Regions from separate parts of the Rattus norvegicus genome. Here region 1 is linked to region 2. A link is a contact called in public Hi-C data. All regions are on one chromosome and are shown on one strand. The core of a region is the stretch at or near the end of the contact, and the rest is flanking DNA. Distances in the headings are between cores, read along the strand shown. Region 1 has its middle 21 kb from the start of Cspg4b. Region 2 holds the start of Gpx8 (glutathione peroxidase 8).

What was found. A called contact is a pair of places that touch in the nucleus more often than the background predicts.
Region 1: a contact with region 2 is called in a Hi-C map of the A7r5 cell line, with 5 times the contacts expected there. The contact joins the enhancer-like site here to the promoter of Gpx8 in region 2. A contact is called at or near these places in 10 of 12 Hi-C or Micro-C datasets (the A7r5 cell line, the Rat2 cell line, Schwann cells and 6 more).

What each region holds. Positions count from the first base shown.
Region 1 is chr2:46,649,440-46,654,569 of GRCr8, reverse strand. No RefSeq gene overlaps it. Among named protein-coding and RNA genes, the nearest start is that of Cspg4b, 21 kb to the left of the region's middle. Within about 2 kb of position 1,274, at least 11 of the 93 cell types and tissues checked have an H3K27ac peak or open chromatin away from gene starts, as enhancers often do. A contact at or near this core is called in the A7r5 cell line, where this site is marked.
Region 2 is chr2:46,409,109-46,414,500 of GRCr8, reverse strand. It overlaps Gpx8 (glutathione peroxidase 8), which reads left to right and starts at 1,261. Exons shown (of 3, transcript NM_001106411.1): 1 at 1,261-1,497; 2 at 1,962-2,223; 3 at 4,293-4,855. The coding sequence starts at 1,294. The coding sequence ends at 4,456.

The DNA of each region.
Region 1 (5,130 bases), core at 25-2,524, 240 kb before region 2:
ATCAAGTTCTTGTTGTAGTTTGGATCTTGCATACTCCCCTAAGACCCACATAGAAAAGATTCATCTCTAAACAATAATGTTATTAGGAGGCGGTGAACTTTTCCGGGGTAAGTTATTAGGAATATGTCCCTAGAGAAGGCTTTGGGACCTTGTTTTTTTCTTATCTCTATCAAGATTGTCCCCACTGTGACCAACTTGCCTCCAAGTGACTCCATGACCTGTGTTTTCCACCAAGACAGAAGGGGTTGGATAGCTTTCTGCTGTGGGGTGTCACCTGACATCTTTAGAGTTCTTTAAGACCAATGATTTAGGGGACTGGAGAGATGGCTCAGAGGTTAAGAGCACTGACTGCTCTCCCAGAGGTCCTGAGTTCAATTCCCAGCAACCACATGGTGGCTCACAACCCTCTGTAATGGGATCTGATGCCCTCTTCTGGTATGCAGATGTACATGTGGACAGAGCATAAATAAATAGATAAATAAATAAATAAATAAATCCATGGCTTAATAAAATAAAAAAGAGGTACAGATAGGTCATTACAAATTGAGGCTCAGACTTCTCTATCATCTTACTTTTTTTTCAATATGAGTATCTAAGGGTGTTGGGTCTCCCACCAAGAACGAGGGAGTGGCAGGTGGAGGGTGAATGTTTTATTTCTTTCTGAATTGTCTTCGATGTTCTTCCTGCCTCCAGTTTTGACAAGTGGGGGGACAGACACTAAACAAAAACCCTGGATGCATCATCCTGATTCCTTAGAAACAATGCTCAAAAATGTCCTTAGTACATTAACTCCATTTTGAAAGATTGAATGAGTCGGTTTCTACACTTTAAAATATTATGGTTGCTGGGCCGTGCCTGTAACCCCAACGCTTGGGAAAATAAGGTAGGAGAACCAGAAATTATTCAAGGCAAGCCTCAACTACAGAACAAGGTCTAAAAACATTGGGAAAAAAGATGACTTTGGTGTTATATATAAACAACTAAATTTTATGAACACAAAGTACAAACCTATGTTAACTATTGAGGTGCTAAGAGGCAAACGACGTTAGTCAAAGCCTCTCAGAGATGTGGTCCCCACCAGTAAGCCTTTTCTAGGTTCTGGAAGGAAGGCCGTGGGTAGGAGGGCCTCTGGACTGTCTAAGCATCCCACGCCGAGGAGGACCCGGAGTTCTGCCCCTGCTTCTAATCTCAGCAGCAGGGCTGAGCTCACACACTACAAAGAATCCGACACCACCTCACACATCAAGGCATTTCCTGGGGAAAAATACAAGTACTGTCCTCTGGGCTTTCCCAACTGCCAAACGCTTCAGGGCCATGCCTTTCGTTTTTCCCCTCTGGTTCATATCCTTGAAATGGACCAAGGGCAACATTTTATTTTATTTTCGCCTGTGATTCAGTGCTGATTCATTTCTTTGCTATTCTGTACTATTTTCCTTGCTATTTATTCTCTTTGTCTGAAGCTTATCTACCTCCTCCTAAAATTTCCTGGGGTTTAGGTTTTCTCCACCACGGGACTTATTAGATACAAAATGGCACAACTATCTCATAATGCTTGAAATATCGATTGTGCAAATGACTCTCTTATGGAACTATGACTCACTCTGACAGGTCATGCACTCACGTCCAGGCTCCGGTGCCTTCCTTTCTTCATTCCTTTGGCCTTAGACACTGTCAACCATAGCCATTAGGGCATTGGACATGACCAAGCATCTCACAAGATACCTTCGAGAGTGAAAGGAAATACTATGAACAATAAGAAAGCCTGGTTGAGCTGTACCAGATGTAAACTGGAATCTGCCTGGGCAAAGCAGGATTCAAAGCTGTCCAATTATTTGTACATTCTGAGGCAGCCTGGTGTGGTCAGAACTCCAATAAAAGCCAATCAGGCTGTGGGACTCAGAGAAATATTTTCACATTTATGAACATTGGGGCTATGAAAGCAATGAAAACTGAAATCTAGGATAAAAACCCTGAAAGTTAAAGCGTGTAGGACTTGCAGCTATCTGTCTGCTCCAGTTTACACAATGGTGACATTTCTCCTTCCGAGAGCCAAACACGAAACTGTCCCTTTTCTCTTCCTGACAGATGTGATTATTTTTAGATGATCAAAATGCCTACCGGGTGCAGAATTTTCCTCAAAACCAACTTCCCTACCCCCATATAAACTGGTGACATAGCTTTTGGGCTCCCTTTTAATTTTATAGGACTTCAACATCTACAGAAGCTGCTCTTCCAGTTAACTGATTATGCTCCACAGGTCTGCTGAGCCCTTTCTAGTGCCTCTCAGGTTTGTCATTGGGTTTCTGGACTTGAGCATTTACATTTCAGTCTCCCACCATTTCTGCTTCATTATTGATATTCACTATTTAGTGAGAGATTCTTTTAAAAAAAGGTTTATTTATATATGTACACTGTAGGTCTCTTCAGACACACCAGAAGAGGGCATCGGATCCCATTACAGATGGTTGTGAGCCACCATGTGGTTGCTGGGATTTGAACTCAGGACCTCTGGAAGAGCAGTCAGTGCTCTTAACCACTGAGCCATCTCTCCAGTCCTTAGTGAGAGGTTCTTCTCATACATTTATAATTTCTTAGACTTTATTCCTTTTAGTTCTTTTGGAAATATTGATAATCGCTTATTTAAAGTCTTCGCAAAATAAAGCTAAAGTCTAGGCAATTGGGGACAAGGATAGGCTGCCTTTGGTTGACATTTGGGAGTTTCAAAGAGCATGCTGTGAGGATGCTTGGAAGCCAGATTCTCACCTCCTCTGGGATTATTGCTATCTCGCTTTATCCAGTGACTTGCTTGCCTGGGATGGTTCTAATCCATCTTCTTTGTCACTGAAGTTTCTACTCGATTCTTTTTCACGATCAGCAAATGATGGGATATTTTGGATGATGTCTATTCAGATAGATACCGTCTGGTATCCGAATAACTGCATCAGCCCCGACCGACACCCTGACGTTCTCGGGACGGCCTGAAAGTGGTGGTTGCCACTCAGGTCAATCGGATCATGAGGGTATTTGATCCAATGTTGCTCAAACCCTCAGTGGTTCAGAAGAAGATGGAAATGTGAATCCTCTGTATAAAACTCTTCAAGGTTTCAACATGAGCCTGAGAAAAGAACCTGCCTAATAGGTCGTGGGTAATAAGAAAGCCAGACAGTTGGGAAGCCTCGTATAAGGTTGAAATGGGGGTGCATGAGAGTAAAACCCCTCCATTTCCAAACTTGGGCATTTGTGCTTTGTTTTTTTTTGTTTTTTGTTTTTTGCTTTTTTTTTTCAGTAGAAGATTAGAAGATGAACGAATTTTGAGTATTTCCCCAGTGTCTTTATTTGGGCACCACATTCATGTAATGCCCACTGAGGCCAGAAGAGAGTATCAGATCTCCCGGGACTGGAGGTGCAGACCCGAGTCACCGCGTGGATGCTAGGAATAGAACCTGGGGCCTCTGAAAGAGCTGCCAGTGATCTAAGCACTGGGTCACCTCTCGAGTCCCTGGATAGAATTTTAAAACGGGCATTAAGTGAAATACAATCGTGCTGACAAAACAAAAACAAACAACAGCAACAAGAAACACTCAAGATAGAAAAAAAAAAAAACATTTAAAGGGCCCAAGTCATCCTGAAGGTTTACCATAAAAACTGGGTGAGGAAAAAATAAGTATGACATGGAGTACAGCCCAACTTTGCCGTTGTGCCTGGGCCCAGCTCCTTGTGTGGAAAAACCTGTGCTCTGCCCACACGGATGCACCAAAATAGCAAGACACCAGCCGAGCTAATACGGACCGATGAATCACGGGGCCGATAAAAGAAACAACTTTGTCACGATGAGATTCCGAGGGCGACCTAGTCAGATTATGCACAGTACCATTTTTCCAGTGTCCTAACTGAATTCTGTAAGGTTCAGAAAGGCCAATCGGACCAGGGGACGACGAGGATCCCTTCTTGAAACATGCTCTCCGCGTTTTCCTTCTGTCTCCGGGGTCCTCACATCCACAGCTTCCAGCACCGAGTCTGCACCCCAGACCCCTCCATCCACAGAGCATCCTCCCAACCTTTGCTCATGTCCTGTTCCTCATCCCCTTCCCAAATCAACTTGCGCTGACCTCTTTCTTGTTCTTGGACTCTCTGGCTCTAGATCATGGCATGAGCCACTGGATGAAGACACTGCTGATGCCCTGACCCATATTCTTTCTCCCCTCTTCAGGTTCTCCCAGACTACGGGGAAAAGTCCTGCATTATGTCCACATCAATTATCTCATTTTCTTGTCCTCTGCTCAGGGTCTTCTCCTATGACATAGGAACTCTGTGTATTCTTTGGGAATATACAGATGAAATGCCCATAGGTGAAACTCTTAACCATTTGATGAGGAGTATCTGCCAGGGGACAAGTATCCAGCTTCAAAGAAATAGTTTTGGCGTGCATGTCTCACCTTCCCTTGTATAACAGGGTCCTGGACTTAGAAGGCCCCAAGACCTTAGCACAACTGACTCCATGATGAAAGTAGCACTCAGGCTGTAAAACTCAGCACGTAGACAGCATCACCTGCCAAAACCAAAACGAAAGCCTAATCCATCAAAGTCATCATAGTTCTGGGAAAGTCTTTAAATGGACCAGCCTTGCTTTGTGGCTTCTGTAGTTCTGCTCTTGGCTGTTCTTGTTAATTGAAGTATGTCAACCCAGATCATGGCTTTTGTGCTTAAAAGCTCACCCTGAGAAGGTCTTAGGACTACACTGGGATCGCGAACAGCAGTGCAGTTGCCAGCCAGCTAATAAAGACTCTCTGTTGGCTTAAACCCATATACAAGCAGTCTTCTCTGGGGAATAGCCCACAGCATTGGGTGGATCTTGGACCTTGTGTCTTCTATCTTCAATGGGAGGCCATTTTATCTACCAATGGATAACTGTGCTCATGGGTTTTAGATTACCCTTGAATATTGACAGATGCCCTAGTGCTTATGTTGGGGTCCCATTCCATGTAAAAAGGTACAAGTGCCAATGGTGATTTGGAACAAGGAGATACTTTGAGGCACACCTCACCTTAGGTAACCCTAGAACACACCACTTTCACCTGCAACCACAGGCTTTGCATTCTATGAAGACGAGACTACGTTCTGCCAAACTTA
Region 2 (5,392 bases), core at 12-2,511:
TTTGCTCATCTACACCCAGCCCCGCACACCACAGAAGCTGGGGACAGGCCCTCTGGAGCATCAGGAGCATCAGAAAGCCAGCGTCTCAGTTCACTCTTGACTTCCTGGCAATGTGCAGTGCCACCAAGTCGATGGCATCTTGGTCTAGAATCCCCTGTGTGGTAAACAGGGCAGATCCTGAGGAGACTGGGAATGTGCAGCCCTCAGCTGCCTCCGGTTTCCATCCCCAATAACTGTGATCTTCAGACCAAAGGCCCCGTGTACCAAGCTAGAGCCAAAGAGAAAAGAGATGAAAGATACAGCAGCTACTGAGTGTGTCCGCATAGACGTGGGCTTGCAGGCTTTGTTTGGCGTTTGTGCTTGAACTCTGCTAATTAAATATTTGAATTCTGCTGCAAAGGTTCTGCTTTAATATTGAGCCCAGGATTTTTTCATCTACAGTTTGGAATCTATTAACAAGTCATTTTCATAGGTCAGAACCATGTTGCCACAGAAGTGCAATAGACAGGATTACAGAGTAGGTCAAATTTCTCAGTGGGGTGTGTGTGTGTGTGTGTGTGTGTGTGTGTGTGTGTGTATCTGTATGTCTGAGCAGCGCACATGTACGTTTGGTTACATTGTAAAATATCTCACCAGTGACGAAGACAAAACAGAAGAAAACAAAAGCTGCTACGGTTTCTGATAGAGAAGGGGTGTTATGCCTTTATGTCTTTCTATTTTGCTATATTCTTCTGGTATCTGGTTGCATTCACTAGATGAAGTCTGAATAAATAGGATGCCTTTTCCAAACTTCGTTGTTCTATTATAAATTCTTTATATTCATATAGTACGATCAATAAACAGATAAAACTTGTAAGTTTCTTGTGGTCACATGTCATATTAACAGACCACATTAATCTACACTCTAAGCTATTCCTGGGTGCTATTCGGTCCTCCACACCCAATCCACTGCTCAGAGCGTAACCACTCATTTCCAAGTTACAAGAGCGCCACCTTCTGGTGAAACGTTTTCATAGAAGGGGAGGGGGTGTCTTAAGGATCTGCTAAAACCAGGCGAATTCTTCTATCCAAAACAAAAAAAAACAAAAAAACAAAGTTAAGTGCAGCCACTCTAACAAATACGTTGAGGTTTTTTGAGTTTCTGACTTTGTTTGATTCTTCTGGGAAGAGTCCTCCAGCTATTCAGCGTTCAAGGGGTCTTTAAACCCTTCCGGTCCTCCTTAAGCTCCGCGGGTTTCAAGTTTCAGCTCCTCCTTGAATTCCAGCCTGCTGAGACTCCCAGAATCATCCAAAATGGAGCCTCTCGGTGCCTACCCACTAAAATGTTCCGGGCCCAAAGCAAAGATATTTGCAGTTTTGCTATCTATGGTTCTGTGCACCGTGATGCTTTTTCTCCTTCAGTTAAAATTCCTGAAGCCGAGAATCAACAGCTTCTACTCCTTTGAAGTGAAGGATGCCAAAGGAAGGATGGTGTCTCTGGAAAAGTTCAAAGGCAAAGTAAGTCTTTGGGTTTTTATTTCTGTTGTTCCTCGGCCCTGATACTTATTCTCACCATAGAATAGGGTTCGTTACAGCCGTAATTTGAAGTCTTCAAAGTAATATTGTTAGATGTGCTTTTAGTTATCAGAGTTTTAAGTGCCTTAAATTTCCGATCCATAACGCGACTGTTTTTCTCGAAAGCTGCCTTCTCTTTCGTGCGGAACTGATGATGTTTTATCTAGAAGATGCTGTGTGACTATGTGAGACCCGTTACTAGGAGTGTTCTTTATGTAATCTAACTAAAACTTTGTCACAGTCGTCGCCCATTCATTTGAATTATGGTTTTCAATAAAGTTGGATCTGTCTAAAAATACGGAATCAGACGCCATAGTCTCCCAAAATGATTTAGGATTTTAACTGCATGAGGATTTTTTTTAATCTTTTGCTTCTCTTTCCGGTGGGGTTTTTTCTTTTTCCGGGAGGCTTCCCTAGTTGTAAACGTGGCTAGTGACTGCCGGTTCACAGACAAGAGTTACGAGACCCTCAGGGAGCTGCACAAGGAGTTTGGGCCCTATCACTTCAACGTCCTGGCTTTCCCGTGCAATCAGTTTGGAGAATCGGAGCCCAAGTCCAGCAAGGAGGTAGAATCTTTTGCAAGAAAAAACTACGGAGTCACATTCCCCATCTTCCACAAGATTAAGATTTTAGGGCCGGAAGCAGAACCTGCGTTTAGATTTCTTGTTGGTAAATATCTACTCTGCCTCAATGTTGTTCATTCCTTCTCCTTTCATACATTAAATATAAGTGATATAAAGAAAAAAAAGATTATTAGGACCATAACTCATATTTTTACTGGGAAATTTTCATAAAACTGTCGAAGATCCAGAACTTCACCCTTTGTAACTTCTAGAAGAAGTTGTATGCCCCTAAAATTGATGTTCTGACTTCTTAGATGGTAAAGAATTTTACTTTGGTATGTTTTTATTTCTGCGGCCATCGTGGTGAAGGCTTTATGTGACGTGTGGGGTCACCTGCTTTCCCTAAGTATTTCAACTTTCCCATCATCTCACCAGCCTTTGGGGCAATACCCCTGCCTCTTACTAAGGCTGCACATTTCAGGAATACCTGTGGCTGGACATCATTAACTGAATATGTCTTTATGTTTAGTTTACGGTGGCCTTTTTTATCAGAAAAATTATCCTCAAGATTGACCTGTCAGTTTGCCAGGGTTTTGCTGAAATTCAAAGCAGAATAACTTATTTTCAAAGCCCAGTCACGTGAGGGTTCCTCTGTAATTAAGCTGGCCACAGCCGTCTATTTAAAGCACAATAAAGCACCTGTAAGGCAATGAGCAGGAAACCTGTGGCTTTTATTTGTGGGGTAAAAGGCAGAAAGGAGCCCTGCCTTGAGCAAAGCACCCAAGTACAATCTAACCAGAACGCTGCAAATGCTACAGCTCTAAGCTCTTACGGGGGTGGGGGGGGGGAGGCTGTGGAACCCAACTCCCTTCACACAACCAAAAATGCAACAGTGTGAAGTCTCACTGAACTGAGACAGGCGAGGAAGAGCCCAGAGGTAACGTCTACAGATTCTGGAAGAGGGTATCAGCTCTGCCTCGACCACTGACTGGCTACGCAGCATCCACTTTAGGCCTCCCCTGTCTCATTTGCAGGATATTGAAGATAGCAATACCCACCTCTGGGGGTTGCGAGAAAGACTGAGTCCACTGAGTCCGTTTGAACGTTGAGCACATTTGGCCAGGCACAGAATCGGGACTTGATTGTAGCTTTAGGTGCTGTTATCTTTTTTAAAAGACATTTTTATTTTTATGTATATGAGTGTTTTGCCAGCATGTATGTATTTGAACATGCGTGCATGGTTCCCAGTCACCTGAAGCTGGAGTCACAGGTGGTCGTGGGCCACCACATGGATGCCGGGGATGGAGCCCAGGTCCTCTGCAAGAGCAGAATTCACTCTTAACCACAGAACTCTCTCTCCAACCCCCCAGTTCCTATCTCTTTTCCTCATATTCATCAATATTAGGGACATAGATCCCAAATTATATAAATTAGGAAATTCACATTAAGATTTATCAAAAGAATGTTGTAATTTCTCAGTGACTATCCCAAGTCCCCTGCCTTTTTCAGCTATATTGTTCTGAGCAATATTTGGAACATTAGTACATTAAATATGAAAGATTAAGTCATATGTTCCTTTTTCCAAGGACTTTAGAATATTTTATCTTTTTAAAATGTTGGAAACAGACTGAAGTGGTGGCAAACACTACAGTCCCAGTACTAGGAAGGTGGAGCCTTGGAAGATTAAGAGTTCAACGCTAGCTTTGGCTACATAGAGAGTTCAGAGCTAGCCTGAGCTATGTAGTGAATTTGAGGCCAGCCTGGGCTGCATGAATGTTAAGAACTAAAGATTAAACTTGTTCGGTCTTGCTAGGCCTGGTGGCACACACCTGTTAGTCCCAGCATCCAAGAGGCTGAATCAGAAGAGTCACAAGTTCAAGGCCAGCTTGGGCTACATAGCAAACAACAAGAGAAAATGCATTTAGATCAAAAACTCTAAAATATGCAACTTTGTTTCATGTCTCAACTCTAGATCAGGACAGCTACCTGTGAAGTCTGGTTATCGAAGTCCTGAGCTCTTCCCTGAATGGTTGTTTTGTTTTTCGTATTATTAATAATATTAGGACAATCCTAGTACCTGGTTATAATATTGTCACTTATGCATACGCTAATAAAACTGAAAATATCAACAAAGAATAAAATCATACTCATGAAAATATATTCTGAATGTTTTAGATTCTTCCAAGAAGGAACCAAGGTGGAACTTTTGGAAGTATCTGGTCAACCCTGAGGGACAAGTCGTGAAGTTCTGGAGGCCAGAAGAACCCCTTGAAGCCATCAGACCTCATGTGTCACAAATGATTGGGCAAATCATTCTTAAAAAGAAAGAGGATCTATGAAAGCACCGTGGAGTCAGGCCAGTACAAAAGGACAGAGGGCCTCCTCTTAGATTCCAAAACATACAGTGCGAAAAGATGTTTAAGGCCATCTTACTACTAAGTTGCAGTGGCTGTCCCCAAGATAGGAATGTTACAAAGGAGGGAAGAAGGGGTTGAGGTCTTAGCCAAAGAATCATGATGAAGTATATTACTTCTACTGACCAGAAGGGAAATCCAGGATGCTCTGTCACCAATACCCTTTACTGTTACAGTCCAACTTAATTTTCTCTAGGGTTAACCTTGTGGGAAATCCAATGCCCAAGGTCACCATGTGGGCCAACGAACACTGTGAGGGTGGCAATTTTGGAGTGACCAACTCTAGATGTAATAAAATATACAATGAATGTTGCAAAATATAAAGTGCATTTTTTTTCTTTCTTTTCAGTTTTTTGAGACAGGATTTCTCTGAGTAGCCCTGGCTATTCTGGAATTCACTCTGTAGTCCAGGCTGGCCTTAATTCAGAGATCCACCAGCCTCTGCCTCCTGTGTGTTGGGATTAATGGTGCGTGCCACCATGATTGGCAAAGTGCAGGCTTTCCAGTCATTGGATATATTTTGCTTCATGTACAGGTTTTGTTTGTTTGTTTGTTTGTTGGGTTTTTGGGGGGGTTTTTGGTTTTGTTGTTGTTGTTTCTTTTTTTTTTTTTTTTTTGGTTCTTTTTTTTTGAGCTGGGGACCGAACCCAGGGCCTTGCGCTTCCTAGTGAAGCGCTCTACCACTGAGCTAAATCCCCAGCCCCTGTTGTTGTTTCTTTAACATAGGTTTTAGTGTTTTACTGAATCTGGCTAGATTGCCCCTTCTAAATGATTTGAAAACATCATGTTCAGCCCCTCCGGTGATTCTTAATTTAACTTACATAAGTAGGATATTAGCACTGAGGTTTGCCTTTAATTTTA